3 separate regions of the Mus musculus genome follow, and all the other regions are linked to region 1. Evidence: chromatin contacts called from public Hi-C and HiChIP or PLAC-seq data. All regions are on one chromosome and are shown on one strand. The core of a region is the stretch at or near the end of the contact, and the rest is flanking DNA. Distances in the headings are between cores, read along the strand shown.

The links. Hi-C and Micro-C count contacts between places; a contact is called where the count stands out from the background. HiChIP or PLAC-seq counts read pairs in DNA pulled down with a chosen protein or histone mark.
Region 2: an H3K27ac HiChIP or PLAC-seq map of oligodendrocyte precursor cells shows a contact between it and region 1, with 12 times the contacts expected there. The contact joins two enhancer-like sites. A contact is called at or near these places in 11 of 484 Hi-C or Micro-C datasets (adipose-derived mesenchymal stem cells, embryonic fibroblasts, embryonic stem cells and 6 more) and 2 of 115 datasets of contacts at active chromatin or transcription factors (oligodendrocyte precursor cells and stem cell-derived neural progenitor cells).
Region 3: a Hi-C map of neural progenitor cells shows a contact between it and region 1, with 4 times the contacts expected there. The contact joins two enhancer-like sites. A contact is called at or near these places in 3 of 484 Hi-C or Micro-C datasets (cerebellar granule neurons and neural progenitor cells) and 1 of 115 datasets of contacts at active chromatin or transcription factors (stem cell-derived neural progenitor cells).

The regions. Positions count from the first base shown.
Region 1 is chr4:97,035,020-97,039,085 of GRCm38.p6, forward strand. No RefSeq gene overlaps it. Among named protein-coding and RNA genes, the nearest start is that of Gm27521, 120 kb to the left of the region's middle. Within about 2 kb of position 1,707, at least 11 of the 459 cell types and tissues checked have an H3K27ac peak or open chromatin away from gene starts, as enhancers often do. A contact at or near this core is called in neural progenitor cells and oligodendrocyte precursor cells, where this site is marked.
Region 2 is chr4:97,542,248-97,546,313 of GRCm38.p6, forward strand. No RefSeq gene overlaps it. Among named protein-coding and RNA genes, the nearest start is that of E130114P18Rik, 40 kb to the right of the region's middle. Within about 2 kb of position 2,029, at least 41 of the 459 cell types and tissues checked have an H3K27ac peak or open chromatin away from gene starts, as enhancers often do. A contact at or near this core is called in neural progenitor cells and oligodendrocyte precursor cells, where this site is marked.
Region 3 is chr4:97,431,038-97,435,103 of GRCm38.p6, forward strand. No RefSeq gene overlaps it. Among named protein-coding and RNA genes, the nearest start is that of Gm40207, 16 kb to the left of the region's middle. Within about 2 kb of position 1,899, at least 12 of the 459 cell types and tissues checked have an H3K27ac peak or open chromatin away from gene starts, as enhancers often do. A contact at or near this core is called in neural progenitor cells, where this site is marked.

The DNA of each region.
Region 1 (4,066 bases), core at 457-2,956:
AAGCAATGCTTATCAGTAATTGAATGATTAATGTTTTATTAGATAAGAACTATAAGTTGAAGAGCATGCAGTATAATGTTTATTTTAGAAAAAATTATAAAAGTCAGTGTTTACATAGAAGTCTACTTAATGATGGTCAGGAGTGGACAAAAGTTTGGGGAAGGATACAGGAAAGAAAAGTAGCACGATGTGCCATCTGTCTGAGCTACTTTTCTATGGAATGCACCTCCCCATACCTATGCACCCACTGCCTGTGGGAGCTGAGCCATTCATCATGACCATAAGCTTCTAGGACACCTTGGCCCGTCAGCTTCCTGGTCATGGCAATGTGTTTCACAATGTAGGTATTAAATAATTAATAACCAATAATCATATGGTAACATGTGCTGACAGGTATAGTAATAACCTAAGAAGAATTCACATATGAATGGTGGGTATTAGTTAAGAGAAAGCCACAATATTCTGCTGTCTGTATAATATGATCAGTGTGCACACAAATACTATAAAATGACCTGAAAAAGCCAAAGCCTTACTTTGAAAATAACAAGAGGCTGGGCATGGCTTTCTTCAGTACTGCTGTTTAGATAGAGCCATAGAAATCCATTCTAAAACAATACAATGTTAAACAATCTTGATTAAATAATGTGGCATAGTTACCCCCCTTATTATATATTCTTTATATTTGAAAACCAAGGAAAAATAAAGAAAGGAAGGAAGGAAGGAAGGAAGGAAGGAAGGAAGGAAGGAAGGAAAAGAAAGAAAGAAAGAAAGAAAGAAAGAAAGAAAGAAAGAAAGAAAGAAAATAAGGAAGGAAGGAAGGAAAAAGGAAGGAATGAAGGAAGAAAGGAAGAAAGAAAGAGAGAGAGAGAGAGAAAGAAAGAAAGAAAGAAAGAAAGAAAGAAAGAAAGAAAGAAAGAAAGAAAGAAAGAGAGAAAGAAAGAAAGAAAAATACATCTTCAGGTCCCCACTCTCACATTACTGTGAGCCCTAGCCACAGATAGCACACAAAGTAAAAATCCTCTGTTTTGGCTTCTTTTTTACTGCCTGAAGCTCTTGACACCTATCCATCACTGGCTCTGGCCACTCAGCTTTGATCCATGTGGTCATAAGCTTCTTGGATTCCTTGCTCCTTCAGTCTCATGGTCATACCATATTTTGCATAGGTGGGTATTCAATAATCATTTGGCTAACTGTATTGAAAGGAATGGAGTTTAATGAATAATATTTATATAATTTATATGGGAAAGGGATTTAAACAAAACAAAATAAGGGTATTACCCAGAATACCCAGTCACTTATGGTCTACAATGGTAGTAAGAAGGTAACATTGAAGTTCTTATCTGGGAAAAACTAATGGGCTAAGAAGAATAAAGACATATACATGATGTGCATGCATCATGTACACATAAATATATATGAATAAGATGGATTGCTTGATGAATACAGTTGCACTGAGTCAATTGTATAAGCGCTTTTGCATACGAAAAAAGTAAAATAGTAGGAACAGACTTTCAGTAAAACAAATATGTGTTAGTCCACAGCATATAATTGTTCCATCATGTAATCCAGGCATACTTAATCTGGTTCTTACAAAGTTCTCACATGCTCTCCAACAATAGGGTTTTTTTTTTTCTAGCACAATGAGAAACATGTGATGATCTCACTGTTTTCTGTCTATGATCTCCACATCTCCACCCTGAGCTCCATGCAGCCCAGGCTTTTTTCCTCAGCTGGCAGGCACAAACCCCAGATGCCAGGCTGTAGAGGATATGTATTTGCTGCATCTGGTTTCTTAGCAGATTCGACAAGCCTCTGTGCTGGCAGCTGAAGAAATGCCTTTGGGCTGATCACATGGTGAAAACTCCCAACTGGCTGGAACAATCAGCAACTGTGATTCAGCTGGACACTGGACGGTTGATTTTGCCCATCCTCTGATGTCTTGGATAAGTGATTAGTGGCTTTTGTCTTGAAAAGTATGCTCCCAAATGACAGTCCAGACCAAGAACTAGCCTGTACTCTCACCTCTTATAATCTTATAAGTTGTACACAACTGAATTTTGTTTCCTTCATCAATGAGAATTTTCCCAGAAACATGGACTACAGAATGTCTTTCACATAGGATGCCTGTCACAGCAGCACTTTACATTTGGAAGGAAAATTAAGTCAGTTAGTAAAGCTCCCTAAATTTTCTGATGAAAAAAAAAAAAAGCAGGCTTTGAAAAGGGAGAGGATTTTGATCAGATACATAGAAAGCAGAACAAAGCAAAGCCCACTGGCACGAATGCTGCAAATGAGCACATATAGAATGAAAGATGAAGAGCAGAAAAAAATTGCACCTGAGGATGAAAAACCACAGCCAAGTGGTTTTGTGTATTCTCTGTATCAGGAGAGGCACCCTGTGGACAAGAAGACAAGTAAAACAAATATCCTGTGCAAGTTACACTAATGGGGGCCACCTATTCTCAAGGCCTGAACTCTTACAATATAAAATTCTGTAATTCCACTCAGAATTTATTAATATGTGACAGTTTAAATAAGATAATCCATTCTGTATGCAACAAGATTATGGATTTTAGAAACAAATGTTGAGAGCTTGTCATATTAACACATACCGTGCTTTATAAGGAGTGGTTATCATAACTTAGAAGGTGAAATTGCCAATAAAGCAGGAGTGTAAGAGCAGGGTCACAGAGTGAGTTTTCTGACTGTGTTCCTGGTGGGAATCATGTAATCAGCCAGGGAGGATGTCCTGACACACATAAGTGCATCCACAGCTGCCACAATTGTACCAATTCCCTCAGCTGCAGTGAACAGCCATTTCCAGCAGGGGACATCCACAGCTCAGACAAGAGAATCTTGTCCAGCCCAGAAATGATGAATGGAGATGATCCAGCACTTAGATATGAGCCAAAAACCAGCCAGGACGACACTCATCCCATAGAAACCAAAGTTCTGGAAAGAAGACCTTCCAGAACTCTTGAACTGTGAGCAGCTACGAATGCCAGTAAATCTGAGTTTCTCTTACTTTATTTACAAGCTGAGGCTGGACAAAGACATTGAACCTTGCTAAAGGAGTGGGAATGGGGGTATGACACATTCTCTTGAGCCTGTGACAGATCAAGGTAACCAGGTGCCAGAGACTCACAGTTATGGCACAGCCATGCTGGCAAGACTGTGTGGCTTGGAATTTTCTTTGGCTGCTATCTGGATCCCAGGCTTTGTTTATTATCTGCTCAGGAGCCAGAAAGAAGATGGCTACACATTAGATTTGTCCTTATGACAGTAGTAGGCTACCACATATCTAATAACCATCTCTGGGGGGGGGTGTACATGTGGTTACATAACTAGATTTATATTTTACTCTGATATGTAGATTCAATTTACCCACCCTGTGAAGTAGGCAAGTTTATGGTATAATTCTCACACTTCAGTCATTTTTGCTAAATTCTTGTCATTCTGACCAACTTAGTGCTGCAACTCAAGCCTAATGTGACATAATCAGTGTATGTGTTTGCTTCCTATCGGGATCAGCAAAGAACATTGCAATGAGGATGGCAGTGTTAGGAATGTTTGAAGGTGTTTTTATTTATATTATCAAGGAATGATAAAGTAAATCAATAGAAATGTACACTCAAACTTCCTTTATTAATTCCATGGGACAGATCATTGCTGAAGCCTTCTACAGTCTTTGAATACTGAAAATATTCATAAATATATGAAATTTTTGATGATGTATCCTGTATATAGTTTAATCTTTGATGACACCATGTAGTCTTATCAAATATCTAATTCAAATGCAAAAAGTGAATCAATTTCTTACTTACAGTTTCTGTCAGGCTCAAAAGTATAAATACTTCCTCTAGGGAAGGCTTCATAAAAGAAGGTCAGGGCACTGAAAACAGAGTAGGAAAGAGATACAACTTACCAAACGATTCTATAATGTTTCTAGCATATTTTAAACATAATCCTCCAGGAGTATAATAATAAACATGATAACAAAAATAATTAAGAACTGGTGAATTCTCAATGATCAATGTTTTATTAAAATATAGGGATTTCTCTCTAT
Region 2 (4,066 bases), core at 779-3,278, 510 kb after region 1:
AAAAAGGGGGAGTGGGTTGGTAGGGGAGTGGGGGGGTGGGTATGGGGGACTTTTGGGATAGCATTGGAAATGTAAATGAGGAAAATACCTAATAAAAATTTTTTTAAAACTAAGACAATAAACTAATTTCTAAATCTTAAAAAAAAAAAAGACACAGGTCCTAGGTCTTGTGGGTTTAAGTCCTACCTCATGTCTCGAACCCACAGTCTAATGCCACATTTCAAGGCCAGTTTCTTTCTACTAGCTTTGTGAGACAAATGATGCCCAAATTCTACATTTCAATATTCTACCTGTGAACATCAAAGCAAATATACACCTAAGAAGCTTGCAAAAGTTATATTTATAATTGTGCATTTACGTGTGTGTAACTGTCCTGTATTTATTTAGTAGGAAACTAAGGTTTGTCATATTCTTACCCTCTATCTCCTTGTTCTTGCTTCTTATTGTCTTATTAGGCCAATGAACACCTTTTATAAGAATAGCGGAGCAGGGCAGTGGTGGTGCATGTCTTTAATCCCAGCACTCGGGAGGCAGAGGCAGGGAGATTTCTGAGTTTGAGTCCAGCCTAGTCTACAAAGTGAGTTCCAGGACAGCCAGGGCCACACAGAGAAACCCTGTCTAGAAAAAACAAAACAAAACAAAACAAAACAAAACAAAACAAAACAAAACAAAAAAAAACAAAAGGAATATCAGTATGCATTAACCTTCTGCTGTTATTGCTAGCTACATGAATGATATCACAGGATTTCATTTTCCTATCTGAGACCTAAGACTTTGCCTAGCAGTCTGCTTAGGAAACCCATTCCCACAAGCATTGTGCCAAGGATGATAATTCTCCCCCAGGGCAAATCTACATGCCTAAATCACTCCCTAAAAGCAAGAAGAAGAAAGCTGGTTTGAAAGGGCTTGTTTATTTTGTCACTTTTCCCACAGGCAAGGGCATTGCAGGCAATGGTGAGTAGGAAAATGAGACTATAAAGAAATATCTGACAGTGCTTCCTTAATCGTGGTCCACATCTGCTGATCCAGCCAAAAGTGAGGGGGCAGAGGTGAACTTTGCTATGCCATGGTGAATAATGCAATCATACGTTGGATACCAAACTACATTTAACTGCCATATAAATCCTGCCTGCCTCCATACCACACCTCATTATCTCACAGGAAATGTATAGTTTCCACAAAGTCAAATATGCTCCGACCTGTGCCTCTGAAGCTGAGATGGAGATGCAGGGCTGAGAATCATGTGCTTGCTGCACCAGCAGTCCAGCTTCCCTGGAACACATAAGGAACCCTACGCAGACATCCTTAGCATTCACTTGTCATGGGCCATCAGGCAAAACACTTGAACATGCTGCTTTAGAGCTGCCAAATAGAAAATGGGAGTACTCCTTCCTGCCTTGAAAATTAGGAGGTACAAAGATCTTAGCAAATCATTCAAGGTCAAAATCAAACCTATAGCTGAAGATCTGGATGAACATTGACACAAAGTCTGTCTTGACTCACAGTGTCCTTTCCCCCAAAACAACAACAAAAAGTCCTGTCTGTATTTGTATCATTATGGTACTTTGGTCGAAGCAAACTGGGCTAAATCAAACCCTTAGCAATGGCACTTGCTATTTAGGGCCTCTTATTCTCAACAGGCTGAGTTATGCAGATTCCCGAAGAGGATGAAAAAGTGTCAAACGGACACAAGTGTAAATGTCCAAGCCTGATTCTAAAGAACGTGATGAGGTAGCAGAAATTGTATAAGAAAGTGCAGGGGAAACTATCTCGACCTCTGGAGGGGAGAGGAGGGCCATCCGGCAAGCGCTCTGCCTGTGTTCAGAAGGGGAAGGAGCAGGTTGGGTTGGTTTTGCCTTGTTGTCAGCTGCAGGAACTGAGAAGCCCTGTCCAGGTTCAATGCTCCATTCTTAAAGTGGTGAACAAAATCCCTCTTTGTTCCCCAATGAAACTTATCTCTGAAGAGCTGAACCACTTCCTGTGAGATACAGCCCTGCAGATGTGTCCTGCAAGACCCACCCCACTGCTCTGTCTTCAGTCAAAAGGGCAAGAATGATCACTTTGTACTGCTGCCTGAAAACGACACTGACTCCTCTGATCTCAACTGGGGTTACCAAGTGGATAAAGCTTCCTGCTCAGAAGAGAGTCGAAGTGAGTGTCTGTGTGTGTGTGTGTGTGTGTGTGTGTGTGTGTGTGTGTGCCTGTATGTGTGAGTTTCTGTGTGTCTTTTTGTGTGCCTGTGTGTGTGCCTGTGTGTGTGCTTGTGTGTGCATCTAAGTGTGTATCTGCATATGCATCTGTTTGTGTGTGCCTATGTGTTTCTTTTCTTCTTTTGTTAATTTGTTTAGTTATTTATAGAGCTAATAAAGGCAACAAGGAGGGTCAATGCAGCCATGTTTTCCAAACAGTATTTTGTGGAACGTGTCCAAAGATTGGAAGCACTAGCAGCCTGAGGCAGGGGATGAACTGAGTGAAGGCAGTAATTTGCCCCTGGACCCTTCCAACTGCCTGCTGTCCTTTGCTAATACCAACAGTCAAAGAAGTTCTAAAATTTGATGTGTCAAAGTTAATAGCATTTCATCGCAACAAAGACTTGTTTAGATATAAAACGTTTTGTTATGTAACCTACTACTCTGGGGGTTACAGATCCATCTAAAAATCTCCCCCTTCTTCCTGATAACACAGAGCTTCATGATTCTGAATCATTAACTCCAAATCTGGTCTCAGTGTCTTCCTCTATAAAATAAGGTGGTCCTAGCAGTATATATGGCTAGGCTTAGTATACTAACTGGATACTCCAGTTGAACATGTCTTCACATCTATTAACACTGACAAATTGTTATCAATGCACTTTTAGAGTCAGACTCTCTCTTTATCTTGGGAAGTCAAAAGTGATAAATATAATCTTTCATGGAGAAATCCACAATCTGAGTTATAAACAGAAACGAAACAATGAGAGGTAACATGTCTTGAACTTAGCAAGTGGCAAGCTGTTATTTCAAATTATACATTTCCTAACATCTTCCTCTGGGCACTGTTGAACAGATACTAGCCTCAAAGTTGCCTCAGAACTTAAGAAAAATGCACTTTTACACAGATGGAAAGATACAATGAAGACACCATCAAACATGTTACAAAATGCTAGAGAGGGATCAAGGACCAACAACAGTGTCCAGAAGTGTTCTAAACAGCCATCATATGCTTTTCTCTTCAGAGATGACTATGAAGAGCTTTAGCGAGGAGGATGAGCATTTCCACATTGATAGCCCTCTTCTTGGCAGCCCTAAGTTTAAGGTTCATGGAAAAAAATATCCCTTGTATTACAGCACATACACCTCACACATGTCAGGAGAGGAAATGATGACCCAGCCATTCAAGTTAAATGATGAGTTAAAAGTCCACTAAAAGGAAGTACATCTGGAAGCCTGCCCAAGCTCACCATCACCTGGATGTGTGGTTTGCTTAATTTTTAATATCCTGCCTTTCCTCATTGGTAAATGGAATAGCAATTACCTATTCGAAGGCATTGGTGTGCTACAGAGTCGGCCATTTCCTCATCTCTAACAATCTCGTTGCTACACTCTGCGCTCCCCGATGTTGTACAAGCCCTATTTTTCTCTGAAATCACTCCAGTGAAAAAGGTTCCTCAGAGCAGACTGAAACTTTCATTACAAAAAAGATGATGGGAAAAGCATCAAATCCTTGGCTTACCCTTTAGATTGAATGAGAAATGGTTACAACAAAGCAGGTATAGTTTCTCCCAGAGGAGATCAGGAAAGAACACATGTACAGTGGTTTAATTTTTCAACAAAGACACAGTACAATGCTCTTTATGGCATTCCTATTTGTGAACTCAGAATTCAGTGGTTACCAGCAGATAGTGTATAATATACACAAATCTACATTTAGTGCTACTAAAATTGATGGGCTGTTTAAATGGGGCTGTATAAGGGGTTTTAATTTTCCTCCAGTGGGAAAGATGAGCCACATTAAATTCATGTCTAGATAATGAAAAGGAGAGAAAGACATGAAGTTGGGAGTAATTGACAGGAGGAAGACCATCTCA
Region 3 (4,066 bases), core at 649-3,148, 400 kb after region 1:
CCTGAATAGTTTGGCTATATCCTGAGACTCTTTATCAAATGAAAATTGAAATACATGTGAACATGTCCTCAGATCTTTAAGTGGACAGACAGACAGACGCATCATCAGCATATGTGGTAAAGAATAATGTTGCTCAATGACCATCCACATAGGCTGAGCACAAAGCAGGTGACTCTTCTTCTAGAAGTAGCAAAGATTTTACAGCATGCCAGCATGATGCTTATACCAGCCCTGAAAAAAAAAAAATAGAGACAATATGGCATTTCATCAGCAGGAAGAGAGCAAATAGAGACAGGCTTAACGGTTCAGACTTAATTTGAATTTCTTAGAACATAGAGATGAGAAGGATGCAAAGCAGCTAGAGATGCAGACAGGAGCCAGACCATGGAAAACCAAATTAGCTTGGCCAACACAATGAAGGCTTGTGATCAGGAGCTAATATGACCAATCTGAATTCAGTAAATGTCATTCTGGTTGCCGTAGAGACTGGAGACAGGAAGGAACAAGGGTTGAGCCAGGATGAAAATAAAAATATCTACTATATTCTGGAGGTTGAATCAGCATTTAAGGGATGCCAGTAGACTTATAGAGGAAGGTATAAAAGTAATAGCTTTCTTGGAATGCTGTGTACAATTCTTTTATTTATATAGTTTTTTCCTATGTAACAAGTAATTTTCTAAGCACTTAAAACTATTTATCATACCAAATCTGTGAGCCCAGGATTAGCATGACCCTACATAACAAATGAGGAAAATGATACCTTGAATGGTTGAATCATTTGGCCAAGCTCTAATTGCACATAAACAAGTTTTTTCCCCATCAAAGCCACTAAAGCTGCACTAACAAGTATGACTTCGAGAGTACTAGCTTAAGTCATGCCATTTATTTCTGTACTAGAAATAGAACAGACTATATGAAATAATAAAGGTTGGAGGGGGGACTTGCTAATCAAGCTTCCTATGGTATTGTAATAGACAATCCCATGAAGAACTGGGCAAGTTTATGTGAAGTAGAAGACAAAGTCATAGCTGGAGACAGAGACTTGAAGGTTGGCTGTCTATGTAAATGGCAATGGTCATCAAAATAGTGGCCAGGATAGCTCAGCACTGTCACTGACTGGCACAACTCACAGGGAATGACAGGATTGTGTTCTCATGGCACATCTCGTTTTCATTGAAGGCTAAGAACTGTTCCTCATTTCCTATGCAACATTCATGATTCCATGGTTGTGAGCTAGCTCTCATGTTCTGAAATACACAGAAAGGCTCAAATGGGTAACTGACAGGAAATGAGACTTGGATAGAAATAAGGAATTGAGGAAGTTGAACCTCTCTTGCAACCTTTAAAAAGCCTGCTTAATACACCCATCTTTAATATTTTAGAACCTAATTGGTACAAAACATTGGACCTGCAATTTGGTCATACTCATTATGTATTTACATTCCTTTTATTAAAATATAGTAGAAATGAATAATTGAAAGATCAGAGCTTAAAATGATTTTGCAGCTAAAAGTTAAAGCTTGAAAACTGATCTACAAATAATTACTATATCCACTTAAAATTTAAAGACTGTTTAATTTTATTTTTAGAGCCCAAAGAATCCCAACAGACTTCATAAGAAGCAAAAAGAACACTCGCTGGCTGTGGGCACTCCACCTCATTCAGATGCAGCCCTTTCTATCATTGCTTGTAGCAGTTAAATACAGTAAACCATTACTTTGTGCCAGGCACTGGACTGTGTACCTTCTATCCATTGGAAATTCACAATGCCAGTCAAAAAAAAGGTTACTTTCTTCATTTTAAGGATAATGAAAGCATATTTGAGAGATTACTCATTTCCTCGGGCTCATTCAGTGAGACATGGTAAGCTGAAACTGCTCAATACAACTCATTCTAGAGTGTTACAGTGAGCAGTTTCTCAGGCTCCAGGTTCCAGCTATGTCTTTAGTGTCTGAATTCTTTAGTGCTCTCTAGAATGCCTGAGAAGTACTTTGTAACAGCATCCTCTCTTCTTTCTTCCAGACAAATCAAACCCTCACACAACCTCCACCACCAAACAGCCAGAGGTGACACTGAGTTCTTTTTATCCCTTCCTTATTTGGCTGCACCATTTACATTGTTACTTGAAACTGTGAGATTCCCGTTGAAGTCTATATTTCCCTAAATGCCACGAGCTCTCTTCAGCTTAAACTTGTGACACATTGCAATGTAAGCTTCACTTCAAACATTAAATATTATCAAATAAACTCAGAAGTGCTCTGAGAAATGATGAGACCCATAATAAATAGTGCCTCTGTTGTCCCCTCAGGTATTGAATGAGTAACATAACAGATGAGTGGAAGCAGAGAGTCAAGAATCATTTTTTTAAGTTGCTACTTGAGTTTTTAATAGCTAGTCTGAATGTTCTAAATAACATCAGTAAACCACCTGAATTAGCCACCCCAAACTTTTACATCTCAGAACTTAGAGCCACTTTTGGAGTTATTTTCCAATACCACTTGTCCTTTCTTATATTACCTTTAGGTTTAAATCTTACCTGAGATTTTTATCCCTTTAACATAAACAGACAAATACTACACCTTATGATGACTTGATGATCATTTTATCTCTTCTTTCACTCAATAGTTTCTCCAGTTCATAGACCCCTCTACTTACCATTAGTAGGCTTCTCTTTAAGTCTTACCCCTACCTAGCCCAAGTTCCTGGACCCTAACTTCAACATTGACTTGTTTCTACAATTACCAATTCCTTCAGCCTCACTAGCCTGATGTGCTACTTACCTGTCCTATGTTAGTCTAATTGTCTGTTTAATGCTTTACCTTCAATATAATAAGGTGAGGATTTATTCCTTATTCATTGATATGTAATTAAAACAGAGTCACCGTTCTTATCTGTGGGTAAAATGTGGTAACCTGGTGCATGCGAACAAGTACAGTAATAAATCAGAGACTGAACCACTTCCTGCTCCTCAAATGTTTAGCATTTGTGTTTAATACACACAAATTCCTCTCTTCTAGTTCTTAATTTAGTTCACTGAAATTTGCATTTCACAATTTCATATATAGTGTATTCACATAATTCCCACTTCCTACTCTCTCACCTGTGTCCATTTTACCTTTTGCTTCTGAATCTCTTTCATCAGTTCGTGTCTTTCTGTTTCATATTGTGAGTTCTGACATAAACCAAAGCCATATGAGTGATCGTGGATTTGGAAACTTCTACTGGAGTTTGGTGGGAATCCCTATCAGGAACACAACAAAAGTGGGAGCAAAAAGAATACTCGCTGGCTGTGGGCACTCCACCTCATTCAGATGCAGCCCTTTCTATCATTGCTTATAGCAGTTAAATACAGTAAACTGTTACTTTATGCCAGGCATTGGACTGTGTACCTTCTATCCATTGGAAATTCACAATGCCAGTCAAAAAAAGGTTACTTTCTTCATTTTAAGGATAATGAAAGCATATTTGAGAGATTACTCATTTCCTCAGGCTCATTCAGTGAAGACATGGTACCACTCTCCTTCAATGAACTAAATTAAGAACTAGAAGAGAGAAATTTGTATGTATTATACACAAATGCTAAACTTTTAAGGAGCAGGAAGTGGTACCCCCTCTCCTATAATAAGTTGGTTGCCAAAAGTCCATCAGTAAGTGGTAGAACCCAGTAAGACCCTTCCTTCCATAGTTGACTACTTCCTTTTCCAGTCTTATGTAAGCCCTATGCCAATAATCACATCTAGTGTGATTTCATCTTTAAATGACTGTGTAATACATAGAAGGGGACATTTTGCAGCCCTTCTCTCAATCCTTCATCTCTTACATTCTTTCCATCCTCTCTTGCACATTATTCCGCGTGTCTTAAAATTTATGGTATGAATTTCTCAATTATTACTAAGCATTCAATCTTCATTTCTTTTTTTTACCTTGGGTCTTTGCATTCACTGCAAAAAGTCTTTTCTGATTAAAGGTGATAGTAACATTTCTCTGTGGTATAATCATAGATGCTTAGAAGGTAGTTTAATGTCATGTCAATTTAACTAAACAGCAGTAATAAGTATGGAATTTA